2 separate regions of the Arabidopsis thaliana genome follow, and region 1 is linked to region 2. Evidence: chromatin contacts called from public ChIA-PET data. All regions are on one chromosome and are shown on one strand. The core of a region is the stretch at or near the end of the contact, and the rest is flanking DNA. Distances in the headings are between cores, read along the strand shown.

Evidence for each region. ChIA-PET counts read pairs in DNA pulled down with a chosen protein or histone mark.
Region 1: an H3K4me3 ChIA-PET map of shoot shows a contact between it and region 2, with 10 read pairs. The contact joins the promoter of EMB2763 here to the promoter of AT2G17442 in region 2. A contact is called at or near these places in 4 of 26 Hi-C or Micro-C datasets (leaf, root, rosette leaf and 1 more), 1 of 2 datasets of contacts at active chromatin or transcription factors (shoot) and 1 of 3 other capture datasets (seedling).

What each region holds. Positions count from the first base shown.
Region 1 is chr2:7,614,061-7,621,890 of TAIR10.1, reverse strand. It overlaps EMB2763 (ribonuclease II family protein), which reads left to right and starts at 5,549. Exons shown (of 25, transcript NM_001202612.1): 1 at 5,549-5,658; 2 at 5,885-6,063; 3 at 6,155-6,286; 4 at 6,373-6,530; 5 at 6,734-6,789; 6 at 6,914-7,036; 7 at 7,150-7,280; 8 at 7,385-7,625; 9 at 7,723-7,830. The coding sequence starts at 5,649. IRE1A (Endoribonuclease/protein kinase IRE1-like protein) reads right to left here and starts at 4,740. Exons shown (of 8, transcript NM_127306.4): 1 at 4,529-4,740; 2 at 4,233-4,443; 3 at 3,778-4,021; 4 at 2,442-3,697; 5 at 2,070-2,242; 6 at 1,577-1,823; 7 at 1,195-1,498; 8 at 762-1,108. The coding sequence starts at 4,387. The coding sequence ends at 962.
Region 2 is chr2:7,570,278-7,577,414 of TAIR10.1, reverse strand. AT2G17442 reads left to right here and starts at 1,464. Exons shown (of 9, transcript NM_001124863.2): 1 at 1,464-1,625; 2 at 2,211-2,265; 3 at 2,388-2,451; 4 at 2,540-2,589; 5 at 2,664-2,693; 6 at 2,788-2,850; 7 at 2,943-3,005; 8 at 3,112-3,177; 9 at 3,281-3,599. The coding sequence starts at 2,263. The coding sequence ends at 3,355. RHA3A (RING-H2 finger A3A) reads left to right here. Exons shown (of 1, transcript NM_127300.4): 1 at 1-1,027. The coding sequence starts at 218. The coding sequence ends at 775. MLO7 (Seven transmembrane MLO family protein) reads right to left here. Exons shown (of 14, transcript NM_127298.5): 13 at 7,074-7,134; 14 at 6,503-6,974. The coding sequence ends at 6,657. PIRL5 (plant intracellular ras group-related LRR 5) reads right to left here and starts at 6,426. Exons shown (of 4, transcript NM_127299.4): 1 at 5,538-6,426; 2 at 4,245-5,158; 3 at 3,944-4,128; 4 at 3,537-3,869. The coding sequence starts at 6,084. The coding sequence ends at 4,009.

The sequences.
Region 1 (7,830 bases), core at 4,300-6,799, 40 kb before region 2:
GGGGTTAATCGTTTGGTTCCCATCATGACGCCACTATAAGGGGGTAATTGAGGCGTCATAATTTTGTCAAATAAGATATCCATTATGCCCTCTCAGTTAGTTGGTTAAGTTTTAACGTTGGTCAGTCGATTAATAATCCAATTTAGACAGTTTTTTATTTATAGTTATAAATTATAGAGGTCGGAAAAGAAATTTTTAAAATCAAGATAAAAAAGGTTATACAAAAATGGATGCGAGTCTATAGCATATACGAGAAATGTTAGATATGAAGCAACCAAAGTGATAAGCTTTGAAGAAAACAAGACAAAATCATACACGTTTACGCCAAACATGACTTGATGGAGAAATTAGATGTCTACGGGATCAAAATGGATTTCCAAAATGAGAATTAACCTCTAGAGAGCAAAGAAATTTGCATGCACCAGAAACGATGGATGTTTTCCCGTAAACTTTTTTACGTTCGATTTAACAACGAAATATGTTTAGTTTAATGAAAAATATAAAAGTCTTAATGCATAGTTTTCGTTAAACAAAAACTCAAAATATGTTTGATCATTCTTGTTCAATACATTTTCTTATGGCGTTAGATTGTTCGTCACCGTGGCCAATATAACTGAAATCGTAATAAGAAGACTCCAACTATAATTTCCGTTAGTATATTCAATGCATTGTTTTTTTTTTTACTAAACTCAATTCTTAATATCTAATCTTTAACCTTTTTGTAAATACTCTAACTAGATTCTGAGTAAAAGAGACACATTTCTAAATTACAAATCTTATTCGGTTGCAGAATACGTCACTTGAAACATAGTTACTTGAAGAGATATATACATATATAAATACTACATATGTTGCAGTTTAAGTTATACGTTAAACATTTAGATATCAGTTAAGTTATGTTATATAACAATGACAAACATACAATAACTAACATATAAAGTGCTGGAAGCGAAACAGTCTTTTAGATGATGTCGCATTTGAAGTACTTTCTGAATACTTCTTCTTCCCTACAATGCAGAGAGATGACTCTATAGACTTCAATCAACAATTTCGGAAACCGTACAGCAAAGTACTCGTCGAATCCTTCTGGAACTGTTCCGACAAGTTCCTAAGACATCAAAAGTTTCAAAATAATCAGTTTAAGCCCGTGAGTGTAATGTAACGGTGTTTGAGGGATTCAATTATAAGATGAACCTGAATTTCCGGAGGAAGTTCTCGATGATGATTCAGTTTGTTCCTGATGACTCGTAACAAGTCACGGATGCTATCGTATTTGTAACGCCTGTAGCGCCCGATGTTTGTGATGAAAACAGGTTCTAGCTTTTCATCCCATTTCCCTCCTATAGCCACTGGAGCTGTACTCTCCATTGCTTTCAAGATTTCAGAATCAGCTTCTCTATTTTCAAGCTCAACTCGGTCACTAGCATCACGAAGGAAAGACAGTCTCATCTCTGAGTTCCAAAACATAGGATGGAGTAGCACTTCAGTTGCGCTAGGACTGCAAAGAGCAAACAGTGTATAAGAGATTAGGCTTTTTCGAGTGGATTTTAATCATCAGAGAGGAAAGTAACATTACCGTAAATCAGGGTCTGGGTTTAACAAACGGGATATGAGGTCTGAAGCTTCTGGAACGTGTTCTACTAGAAATAGGTCGACTTTGTTCTTCACAATATTGACATCTCGTTCAAGATCATCACCAAAGGGATGCTTACAACCGGTTATAGTGTAAAAGATGACACAACCTAAACTAAACATATCGACTGCACGAGTTTGACGACCTTGTAGAAGCTGCTCTGGTGCTTGCCAGCCCGAACTGCCAGAACCTGTAGTTTTTAAAGCAGATACTTTAAAAATGTGGGTTGAAACTCATTTCATAAACATAACACATATTCAACAAACGATCATACATTGCGTTCAGACACTAACATGCATTCTATTGACCAACTTATGACATTATGTAGTTTTTCTCTAGTGTTAGTTTTGTTTTGCGAGATCAATCAGTCCTATTTTTGAAAGTGTTACAAATCCAATATTTTGGGCATAAAAAAAGATAATAAAAAACAACTTACCTGTGGCAAGGTGACCCAATGATGACATATCTCTGGACATACGCTTGCTAATGCCCATATCGGACAGTTTTGCACTCAAAGTCATATCTTTACTAATTAACACATTTTGTGGCTTCAAGTCCCGATGAACTATTCCCAATTCGTGTAAGTGGACGATTCCACAAACTATATCCCTGCATCACAATACAAACAATCTGAAAAATATAAGTTTAAACAGTAAATCAGTAAACAAGGTTTGAACTAATTCTACTGTTTATTGTATCACATAGCCTAGACTTATCAGAACCATAGCTACCTTTGATGTTCAAATAGAACATCACTTAATCAAAGAATATTATGACATATATAAAAAAGTACGAAGTCCAAATTAACCTCATTAGTTTAAGCATGAGAGGTGACGGGTGACCCCCCACTTTCCAAAAGTTGTTTCCTTTGATAACTCCCTCCAAAGAATCAAGTTGGATCTTATAAGCAGCCACTCCTTCAGTAGAATCGTTGTTTTCCAATACTTTTGTCATAGAAAACTCTAAATAGGATTTGATTAGATCATCTAAACTGCAGGTGCAACGCTCTAGAGAAAGGTATACAAAATCTTGATCATACTCCACACCATACCACCGAATGATGTTTGTGTGTTGGTCTGATGCAATGAGGTTTTGAATCTCTTTGAAAGCAACCTCATGATGAGATCGAACAAGGCGTTTTACAGCTACAGGCCGGCCTTCGTAAATACCCTCAAACACCACAGTTCCGTTACTTCCCTTTGCAATTTCTTTACTTGACAGAAACAACTTACCGATCTTTCTCCCATCAGTTGCACCACTTTGAAAGTTATTGAAGCCTAGTAACATTTGACCTCCTTCAATGAGCTCGAACTGATCCTGGCCACGAGGAACTGACTGCCTATTTGTATCCTTCGCGGATTTACGGTTCTTCTTCTTTTTGGAAGGTCCAGCTTTCAAACTAACATCACTGCCCCTCGACGAAAACTTTTTAATGAAAACAGAGACAACAACACCTAGAAGCACTAAAGGGGCCAATAACTTTACTGGTGACCATTGTCCAAACAAATATGTATATTTCTGCTTATGTTGCTCTTGTAACTTTCTTGACTCTCTGGCTTTTCCAAAAGGCATGATGCTGTTTTCGCTCTCGAAGTGATTTAGGGAAGGGGAGGGTAGCATTTTCACATTCATTGGCTGATCATGGAGCACCCTGATAACAATTTCTGGGCCACGAACGTCAATTTGTGATCCACATAACAATGGCATATAAATTCCAGTTTGAAGTTTAGGACCGAGGTCATAGCCAGAATTGAAAACAGGATCACATAGTAAAGCAGCTCTGAAGTGAGAAACCGTCAAATTCCAGACAAGCTTCCCAGTGGTTTTACTAAAATGCTCAAGTTTGGAATCTGTTCGCCTGATAAGAAGAGGTTCATTCACAAAATCTTCAGTGCTAGCGGGCTTCACGAGAGCATTAGTAATCTTAGTATCTCCAGTTGATTTGTAAACATGAATCAGCCTCCCTGATCTACCATCAACCAAATAGGCACTAGTTGTTTCTGATCCAAGAGTCACACCATCATCTGTTACAAGTGGCTTCTGCCTAAAAAACTCCTGAACTGTCTGCAGTGAATATGTGCCGAAACAAAGTTAAGATAAACAAAGTCCAGTAATAATGAAGTAAAGAGAGAGATGCTTCATACCCAATTATGATAGCCATCGACAGTAGTAGCCGCCTTTGAGTTGTTCAGATATTCAACAATTATGTGAGGACGAGTTATCTCAGTAGCATTTTCTGTGTTGTTATTAGCAGGAGCCTGATATAACGAGTGCATTGGTGATCCTGTTGAAAAGGACCAGTATGGTGTTTCTTTCGGTTGCTGCTTTAAAAACACCTTCCCATCACGATCAACAACAAGTTTCGTATTTGGCTCTGTTGGTGGTTCACTGAGTAGAAGACAGATAACATCACAACCAGTAACCACATAGAGAAGAATCAAAAACATCTATCAAAATGTAATCAAACCAATTCTTGCCACCACCAAAACCTAATCACTAGTCCATCACGTTTACAATGCTAATGATACCTAAAACAGTGTCACCAGAATCAAATACTAACTAAGTATTTTTAAACATGCAGAGGATGGAAGAAACTCACCGACGAATCTGCAAAATTGATCTGCGGCCGGGACTAGATGGAACGATCGGATACGTCACATCGTCGGCAGCGCCGCCGCAAGGAGACATGATCCATGGTGAGAGTAATAGTAGTAAGAAGAAAAGATGGCGGAGGAAAGGACATCTCGGCGGCATGGTCCGGATCAATTATGGAGAATCCGAACAGAGATAGAGATGATGATGATGATCAGCTGTGAAAAAACAGAGGAGGACGAGTCAATCATCGAATTTAAGAATTGGGAGATAAAAGATAAGAGAAAGGGTTTTCGAATTTACCTAAGAGTGAAGTCAACGATGGATCGGAGATAAGATGCGAAGCTTTAGTCTGAGGCTGCGGTTTAGGGATCTCCGTCTCTGTCCGGCGAGTTTCTCCTCCCTTGCCCCCACCCTTAGTGTGTCTAACGCGTTCTCCTTTTGAATCTTCTTAACAAAAAAATATTTTAATGGAAAAAAATACAAAAGTTTTTTTTTTTTTTTTAAACCCCCACGAACGAACCAAACACTGTTTTGCTTCGAGTAAGGTTTGTCTGAGGCTGCGGTTTAAGGATCTTCGTGTGCCCCACCGTACTGTCCAGCTAACTTATTCGGCCGAGCCGAGCCAATATGCGTTAAGCTTTTTGGTCTTCTAAACACCTTTTGCTATCAACAAATTCGAGTGAAAATATCACTAAAATTACTAATTGTGTTAAAAAAAACAAATTTTCATATTGTTAAAGGTAAATAAATCACATTTTCTTTTGTTAAAGGTAAAACAATCACATATACATTAGACATAGTGGCAAAAATTGTGACGATTATTTTTGGTTTAATCGTACTTCTTATCATATAATTTTGTGTTTATTTCAGTGTTTAAGAAAATGTTAGGCGCTTAGCTGGCGGTGACCCTCCGCTTAGCGCATAGAACGCTTAGTCGAGGCCTAGACAATTTTAGCCGGTTTAATCGGTTTTAGAATAAAACGATATATATTTATATACTATTATCTGAACTGTTGCAAAAACTATTATAAAAAACGGAAATTATCAAATTTTTAAAAATAAATTTAAAATTTAACATTTTAGTAAAATAAAATAAAATAATAAAAAGTATAGGTGTCCTTAAAATTATTTAAAATATATTTTTGAAATTTTTAAAAAATATTAAGAGACGATTAGATCCGCCTAGCCTAACCCACCTAATGAGAGTCTAATCCGCTTAATGTTTACATAGTCTGCCAAATCTATCTCACTGATTAATAGAACCGATTTTGAAAAAGTCAAAACGGTATAAAAGCGTTTAGTGCCTAGGCGTCCTAGACGACGCCTATCCCACTTTATTGAACACTGATTTATTTACTAGAAATTGTATCGGTATAATTGGAGATGCATCATTAAAAAAATTTCTATGAGATCAAGGTAAATGATCTTAGGTATGCAATATTATCTTGCAAAAATTGGTTAGTTTTGGTTAAAATAAAAAGAGTGTTTTTGACCTTTTTCCATCAAGAGTAATACCGAGTTTACTAGCTGTATTGCTGTGTTTACTTCGGTTTAATCAGATTGAGCCGGTTAGAGAAAAAGTAACTAAACCGGTTTTAACCGTCATCGTTTCGTTAACCATGAACGAATAAGGAGCTATAGAATTGAAAATTTTAGTAGTCAAGTTGGCTGGCTTAGGTTTAAATTTAAAGGCTTTAAAAAGCTTCTTCCTCTCTTCCGTTCTGACGACTGAAATCTTCTTCACCGGCGAAATCGAAAAGTTTTCCAGCAAGAAATTGAAGATGTTGCAGAGCAAAGTTTTCAATAAGAAAACCAGAGGAGGAAGAATCCAAAAGGTTTCTCTTCAATCTCTCTATGCTTCTTCTTCTTCTTCCTTCCGAGTTTTTTTGTTCGTTATTGTAACTTTTAACTCTTTGTCTGCGACAGCAAGTAAGAGAGGTTTATCTACGAGATGACATATACTGTGGAGCTTTCTCTTGCAAGTCTTGTGATTCTTCAGCTGCTCGTTTGTCTTCCTCTAAGATAATCGTTGTTGATACCAACGTCGTTCTTCACCAAGTAATTTTTCTTTAATTTGATTACATAAGCTAAAAGTTTTGAGCTTGTGGGTATTACTAATGTAATATTTTGTTTGTTTCTGGTAGATTGATTTGTTGGAAAATAAGGCTATAGACACTGTTGTTGTTCTGTCTGTGGTGTTGGACGAAGTTAAGAACAGGAATAGATCGGTTTACAATAGAATCAGACTTCTCTGCAGCAATCCAGCGAGACAATTCTATGTTTTCTCCAATCATGTCCACAAGTAAGAAGACCTTGTTCGAACTTTTAGCTTTTAGATTAACCAGATTTTAGGTGGACAAAAGAACATAAAGAATTCAATGATTTTGGAATTTCTGTTCGGTTATATTGATTAGATGCTCTCCTTACTGGAACCTACTAAGCTATAGAAACGCTTTTCTCCGTGTCCTTATCGTTGTTTTCTCGCGTTTACTAAACTCTTCACAGGGATACTTATGTGCAAGCCATGGAGAAAGAGAGTGCAAATGACCACAACGATAGAGGTTTTATTTACTATTCAATCACCTTCTTTGTTTGTTAACATCATGTTACTTTCTTGATGATGAACTTACATACTTCTCTTGGTAAGCATCTGTTATTAAAATTTTAAATTTATCTGGAATTCAGCTATTCGCGTCGCTACTCTATGGTACCAGAAGCATCTAGGGGATACATCTCAGGTGTTGCTTGTAACTAATGATAGGGAAAATAAACGGAAGGCCACTGAAGAGGGAATATCTGCGGAGACAAGTATGTGAATCATCTATATTTTTCATAGAAGTTGTCGAAGCTTGGTTTTGCATGACTGTTTGTGTGTCTTGCTACATGATGTTGAAGTTTATCAATGAATGTTTCTGTATCAGTTGAGGCTTATGTTAAATCACTTGGACAACCTGAATTGCTGGATCTGCTTGCCCAACCAACCAATGAAGACATAACTATGGAAGATGCAGATGATTCTAGACCTTCGAAGAGGAAACTTATATACCAAGAGGTAATGGAGATAAACACATTTGTTTTTCAGTCTCAGCTTTGGGTAACTTGATACTGCCATCAAACAACTTTTATCTCCAATTTTGTTTTTTTTCCTGCCTGCAGCATAAGCCCATGTCTGAGATTACTGCTGGCTTACACCGTGGAATATATCATCAAGGAAAACTCCGGGTCAATCGTTTCAATCCTTACGAAGCTTATGTTGGAAGCGAGAGCATTGGTGAAGAGATAATTATCTATGGGCGCAGCAACATGAACAGGGCTTTTGATGGTGATATTGTTGCAGTCGAACTCTTGCCTCGGGATCAATGGCAAGATGAGAAGGCATTATCTATAGCTGAAGAAGGTCTCTTTCAATATCTACATATATTTTACAGCAGTTATTTCCTTGCATGACGTTGTGTTAAACTTATCTTTCTTCCAAATATCAAATTCAAATGCAGATGATGAAGAGGATGATACTGTTCATTTGGCTCCCGACAATGTTGATGATGCTCCTAGAACCTCAAATTTATCCCATGAAACTTCTGGGGATAAAAATGCAGCCCCTG
Region 2 (7,137 bases), core at 215-2,714:
ATTATTATTATCATACAGATTTGATATTAAATATTACAAATATCTTATTTGTTTGCAATATTATTATATAAGTAAAGATGTATATCATAATGTATGTATCCTTTATGTGTCTCTATTATAACGTGGATCAAGATTCTTTCTTATCTTCATCACTCCACACATTTTCTTGTCTTCAAACTCACACAAAGAAAGAAAAGTCTCCAAAGCTCAAAAAGCAATGACTCGACCGTCAAGATTACTTGAGACGGCGGCGCCACCACCACAACCGTCGGAGGAGATGATCGCAGCGGAATCCGACATGGTGGTGATCTTGTCGGCTCTTCTTTGCGCTCTTATCTGCGTTGCTGGTCTCGCCGCCGTCGTACGATGCGCTTGGCTCCGGCGGTTTACAGCCGGAGGAGATTCGCCGTCACCGAACAAAGGCTTGAAAAAGAAAGCTCTTCAGTCTCTTCCAAGATCCACTTTCACCGCCGCGGAATCAACCTCCGGCGCCGCCGCTGAAGAGGGAGACTCGACGGAATGTGCTATTTGCCTCACTGACTTCGCCGACGGTGAAGAAATAAGAGTGCTTCCTCTTTGTGGTCATTCTTTCCACGTGGAGTGTATTGACAAATGGCTAGTTTCTAGGTCTTCTTGTCCTTCTTGTCGCAGGATTCTTACGCCGGTGAGATGTGACCGGTGTGGTCATGCTTCTACGGCGGAGATGAAAGATCAAGCTCATCGTCATCAACATCACCAACACTCTTCTACTACCATTCCTACGTTTCTTCCTTAATTAACACTAATTTTTGTTTTATTATGGCAATAATTAATTGCATAAAAGTTATGTAAAGTGAGTTTAATTAGGATTAGAGAGATCTTTTAAAGTTTTTCTCTCTTTTCTCCTTGTTGTAATCCAGTGTATTTAATCAAATCTCAGATGGAGTTCAAATTTCGAGATCATGTTTGTTTGTTTTCCAACAAATCTAATTTACAAGAAGAGTAGATTATTGATTAGTGCTTATAACTCTTTTGCAGTCAAGTTTCTGGATCATAGACTTATTATATAAGTTATCGTACAAACATACCTTTATATATGTACTTACAGTACTATTAGTAGCCAACTATCTTAACCCAAATTTTAGCTACCTAAAATATCTAAAAGGCAACAAATGAAGTAAGATCCATAGTCGATTGATCTAAAGGCAACAATTTTCTGGATGCCTACTCGATGGATCTAAAAGGTAACAATGTTCACATTTTCAAGATTACTTACACTTATGATAATGAGATTAGTCTGAAGTCTGAACTTATGGTTGGTTGAGATCTTGTAATGTTTTCTCAATACAGTCACATACTCGCATATGATCATAAAGCCATTTTATTTAATTTTATTTTGGGCTTTTCGACTTCCTGGGCCTTTCCAACAAACACGGTCCAACAAGAGAGAACCAAACCGAAATAAATTGTTTTTAAGTAAAAAAATTCCACTAAACCCGGTTTGCTTCTTCGTCTCTCTTGTTTTCCATTTACTAAAAAGGTACTGAAGAAGAACTTTCCGAACTTTTGCCTGCGTTACTACTGTCTTCTCAAAAAATCTAAGACTATAGCAGCATCTCCTCGTCGATCTCGCATTGGTCTTCTAGGTCTTACCCATTTTTCCTTTCTTACATTCAATGCCGTTTCTCTGTTTGTTTCTCTTCTTTCTGTCTGATTTTGTTGTCAGGGTTTTTGTTATTAGGGTTTATGCTAGTGTTTTTTAGAGCCTTTTTGACCCATAAGTTCGCTAATGCTTGAAAGTTCCCAAATTTTTCCTAAGAGAACAAGAAATAGTGAAAAAGTGATGATCTTGGTGGTTTTTCCTTTTTCACTTCCTTATATCGAGAAAGACTTTGTTTTTGGTTTGATTGAAATCTGTTTTGGTAACTTCTAGTTCCATGTAATGACATTTATGGTGAATTTTGATTTTGGAGTTTTGGTGTTAGGGGTTTTGTTACGGTTTTTGCAGAGCCTTTTTGACTCGTAAGATCGCTAATGCTTGAAAGCTTCTGACTTTTTTTCCTAAGAGACCAATAATCAATGCAAAAGTGATGCTCATGGTGTTTTTTACTTCCTTATAATGATTTTGTTTTTGGTTTGATTGAAATCTGCTCTGGCAACTTTTAGTTCCCTGTAATTACATTTATAGTGAATTTGTTCTTTGATACTTTATTTCCATATATACATTGTAGGCTAAGAGAATCCCTAAAATTTCTATTTCAGGAGGTGGTCAAGAAGAAGATCATGGTAAGTACACTCTCCTGCTTGTTTCTTTGTTTTTGTATTCGGCTCTTTTGCTTGATCTTGATAAACTATGAACAGAGAGATTTGAATGGGGAATAATTGCATCATTTGTCTTTTATCACCAGAAGAAGGGATTATTTGGGAGAGCTTTTGCGAATTCACCAATATTTGCTCTTGGATACTTCACAAGTATGTGGCTTTAAAGGTTCTTGATTAGTTTATGATTTACTTTTTGGGGAAACAAGCTTCATCAATGTGTTTATTGTCTTTCCTTCAGATGATGCTTTAACCCCTAATTTAAATAAAAAAATAAAAAAAGCTCATCAGGTAAGCAAGAAATTGTTTTTTTATTCATTTGTGTGTGTGTGAAAGGATACAGTTACCGTCTTCTCACGTTTCAGGCGTTGGCTGAAGCAGAGTCCATAATAAAGGTAAGCAAGAAATGGTGTTATGCACCTCAAGTTGTTTGATTTTGAAAAGACAACTATAGTTATGGTTAACATGTAATGTCTTCTCATGTTTCAGACGTATGAGGCTAAGCTGGCTGAGGTGGAAAAAATGAAAAAGATGGCGAAACAAATGGTTCAGGTAAAAGAAAAAAAAGCCATAATGGATCTTAACAGTTTGATTTTGAAAAGAAATTAGTCATGGTTGACATGTAATGTCTTGTCATATTTCAGAGTTGTGAGGCTCTAATGTTTAAGTTGGAAAAAAAGGAAAAGATGTTGGACGATCTAGGGAAGGTAAAAGCAAGAATTGGTGTTAATGAATCTCTATACTAGTTTGTTGATTTTGAAAGGACATAGATAGTTATGCTTGATTACCTCTAATGTCTTTGTCATGTTTCAGTTGTTTAGGGCGCCTCGAATGGATGTGTTGAAAGGAAAGGAAAAGAAGTTGGACTATCTAGGGCAGGTAAAAGCAAGAAATGGTGTTAATGAATCTCTATTGTTTGGTTATTTCAAAAGGACGTACATAGTTGTGCTTGATGACCTCTAATGTCTTTGTCGTGTTTCAGTTGTATAGTGCTCCTCGAATGGATTTGTTGAAAGAAATTAAAAACGCCGATGGACGATATGCAGGAAGAAACTAAAGTGGAGTTTCATAGGAAGAAACTATGTGATTTGGTGCAGAGAATGAAGACAGAATATGTACCCTTTAAAAACTAAGTAGCTGAAGGTTGTGATGATCTGACCTTGGTTTAGCCTTAACTTTGTTAGTAATTTGATATATATATTTAAAATGTTAATCCTTGAATATATATCAACTTATGAGTGAATCTAGTTTGTTTAGTTGTAAGTAAAATCATATTTAACCTTAACTATGTTTAGCATGTGAAGACTATATCTTTTTCCTCGTGGACGTGATCTCTAATTGAATCAATACATGCAACATCAAAAGAAACAAAAATTTAGTTAGAGAAACAAGAATATAATCACTTTGAGATTAACAAATGCAATTATATTTTCCTTAGGATCCAGTCATAATTGAGGTATAAACAAACACCACGACGAAGAGTAAAGTGAAATTGTGTGAAGAATCATGTGATTGTGAATAAAAGAATGAATGGTGAACTGTCTGGAGACGACGGGATTCTTCTGTCCTGCCTGAAACAGGAAATGAAATTTAGGTTTTTTGGTTTAGATTCCATGTTCTTTGGAGCTCTAAGAAAGAAATCTACCTGACGATTAAAAGGTCGGATTTGTTCAGAGTGGTTTAGAGGATCTCCATGCTGCTCTGTTTTCTCTAGTTGGTAGAGGACTTGCAGAAGAAGCAAATACTGTTAACCCAACTCTTTTTCGGCTTAGTTCTTTGAGATTTGGTGTTTCTTGCCTCCACAAGATCATTCATGTATTGAACCACGGCCTGAGATGATATAGTAAAGAGCATGAATTAATCATGCATGAGTGACACAAACGACAAACTCCATAATCTACACATATGTCGAAGGAGGACAAAAATAACTGAAGTTAAGAAAGAACCTGTGCGCCTTTTTCGGTTATATCCCTTGGAAGCTCTTCAAGTGGATTTTGTTCTGTTTGAAGAACACGCAGATTTGAAAGCGTTTTAAAAGAGTAGGGAAGGAAACGGATCTGGTTATTGCTCATATCAAGCTCTTCTAGCTTCTCAAGGTTGCCTATTAATCCCGGGAGTGATCTTAGGTTGGCAAAATTGTTCCCGATGTTAAGCTTAACAAGTGTTTTGGCATAACATAAACTCTCTGGTACTGACTCAAGCTCGTTGAAACTCACATCTAGCTCTTTGAGGTTAGCCATGGAGGACATTGTTGTGGGTAGCTGCCGAATGTTATTATAACGGACAGTCAGAATCTCTAAGGTAGATAACTTCCCAACAGCTTCTGGAAGAGCTTTAAGTCTGTTGTAATCTGCACGGAGTTCTTCCATGGAAGAACAGCCAGAGATACTATGTGGAATCTCTTCGATGTTATTTGTTTCAACATCGAGCTTCTTTAGGCTCACGAGAGAACCAATAGATTCAGGGAGAATAGAGAGGCTGTTAGAGCTCAAATCAAGTTCCTCAAGATGTATCAATCTATTAAATGACGATGGAAGAGATGATAATTGGTTTCCACTAAGATTCAGGTTGACCAAGTTTAGCAAATCTCCTATAGACTCAGGGAGCTGACCAATTCTATTCGAATGCAAATCAAGCCTCGTCAAAGAAATAAGCCCTCCTATGGTTGCCGGTAGTACCATGATACAATTCTCAGACAGATCTAGCCTGACAAGACTCGATAACTTGCCTAGAGAATCCGGAAGCCATTCGAGCTGATCCATCAGCCTGTGCTGCAAATTTAGCTCTTGAGTAGCTTTCTTGGCAGATACCTCAATCAAACTAGCAAGTTTTATGAGACTCAACTTCTCCCCATCATTGCCTACACACACATAATAATAATTCCACTACAATTAGAGACAAACAGACTCCGTTGGAACACATTCTAAACACATGAAATCTCAAGCTTAGATTCCATTGAAAAAGCAAACTAACCACATGAAAAGCACTATATAAATCTTAACCTCAGATTCTATCAAAAAGTTGAAACATTTCAATTCCAAACACTTTTTTCCATGGCCTACCCAAACATTGATTAGACTACAGTTATAAATCTCCATTGGGAAAAGCAAACAAAACCACATGAAAACACTATATGAATCTAATCTAAAAGTCAAAACATTTCATGGCCTACCTACTATACATATATAAATCTCAAAACTTCAGATCCTAATGTAAAAGGCATTTCAAATGAAACTCACCTGCAACGTTCTTAGCCTGATGAAGTGTTGAATCCAGAACCTGGGGCTTACTAGGAGCTAACAACCCATCACTATAAAACGAAGATTTAGCTTTCTTCACAAACGTATCGTCACGCGAGATAATTTCCTTTGACTTGAAAGGAATCTCATCAGAAGAAACAACCGGCGCCGGTACCGGAACAGACCGAGGCAAAGCGGTGGTGCTGTTGGGAGAAGCAATGCAAAAAGAAGCTCTCTGAATCAATTCGTCGAACACAACGTGTACAGATTCCAGATCGAGAATTTTCGTAGCTTCTCTTGTCTGTTCTGTGCTCTGGAAACGAACAAGACTTTTCTTCATCTCCTTGAACACATTGAAAAGCTCTAAAGGAACCTCAGAGGAAGAGGTTTTAACAAGTTTATCAATGGCTTCTAAACGATTCCGATCTTCCTTTTCAACGTTTTGTATCAGAGAAGTTGCCGTTTCTACATCGTCGATCTCTGGTCTCAATGGTAGAGATCTGTGAATTCTCATGATTTCTTCCACAACCATCTCCTTCGAATCCATTTTCTACAAAATCAAAATTCACCCTCAAAGTGAGAGATGAGAAAGGAGAAGGAAGAAGAAGAAGAAGATATTCAAGTTTCCATATTTTGAATCGGATCTTGTTTTCTCTTTCTTCGTCTTCTCATTCTTTCTTCGTCACTTCCTTTCTTCTTCTTCTTCTTCTTCCTCGTCTCTTTCTCTCAAACTGCATTAAATAATTCAAAAATATTAGTCACTATCTATCTCTATCTCTCGCGTCCTTATCTGTTTAGCTTAATGATAATTTTGTTAATGTCAAGCATTGACGTAAACAATGATTAAGTATTTGATACGGATCACATATAATAAGGAGAAGAAGAAAACATGATCATGTCGTGTTAGGATTTTTCAAATCGAAATAAATCTATATTAATAATAACAATGATCATGTAGTGCGAGTTATTTAGTTTAGGACAAGTTATTAGATATCTATATTGGCTTAAACGTAGTAACACATTAAAGAAACACTTGTACGACAATAGTTTCCTGACTAAGTTAGTAAACAGCATCGTTTCATTTGAACTATGAAGTAACAACAGAAGAAACTAAAGCAGCTAAGAGTTGTGGAATTGCATCTCCTGTTGTTGAATCCTGTCAATAGCATCCTCTGCTCCAGCTTCAAGATCAGACATTTCGTCTTCTTCATCTTCTTGTTTGTAGTATATGATGTTAGAAGAGTGACCAGTGGTCTTGGAACGGTGAAGAGTGGTTGCAGAGGAAGAGGAAGAGAGGCTGAAACTCTCTGAAACACCAAGTGTCTTGCTCGGGAGCTTCCTCGCTTTACCTTTCTTCAATTTGATGTCTTTGTGCCACTTCTTCAATGCCTTTGCCATTTGCTCATCAAACACTGCTTTCTTCATGTGTGAACCCATCTGCTCCACACACCATTTCATCATCTCTCTATTTTCTTTCCTTCAATAGACCATTCGACTAAAATATCGATCGAAAACTGTTGTTTACAAGTTAATTACCTGAGTAACGAGGGCGTACAATGGGAGAGTGATGTAGCTGCATAAGATCAAAGCTCCTAGGCTG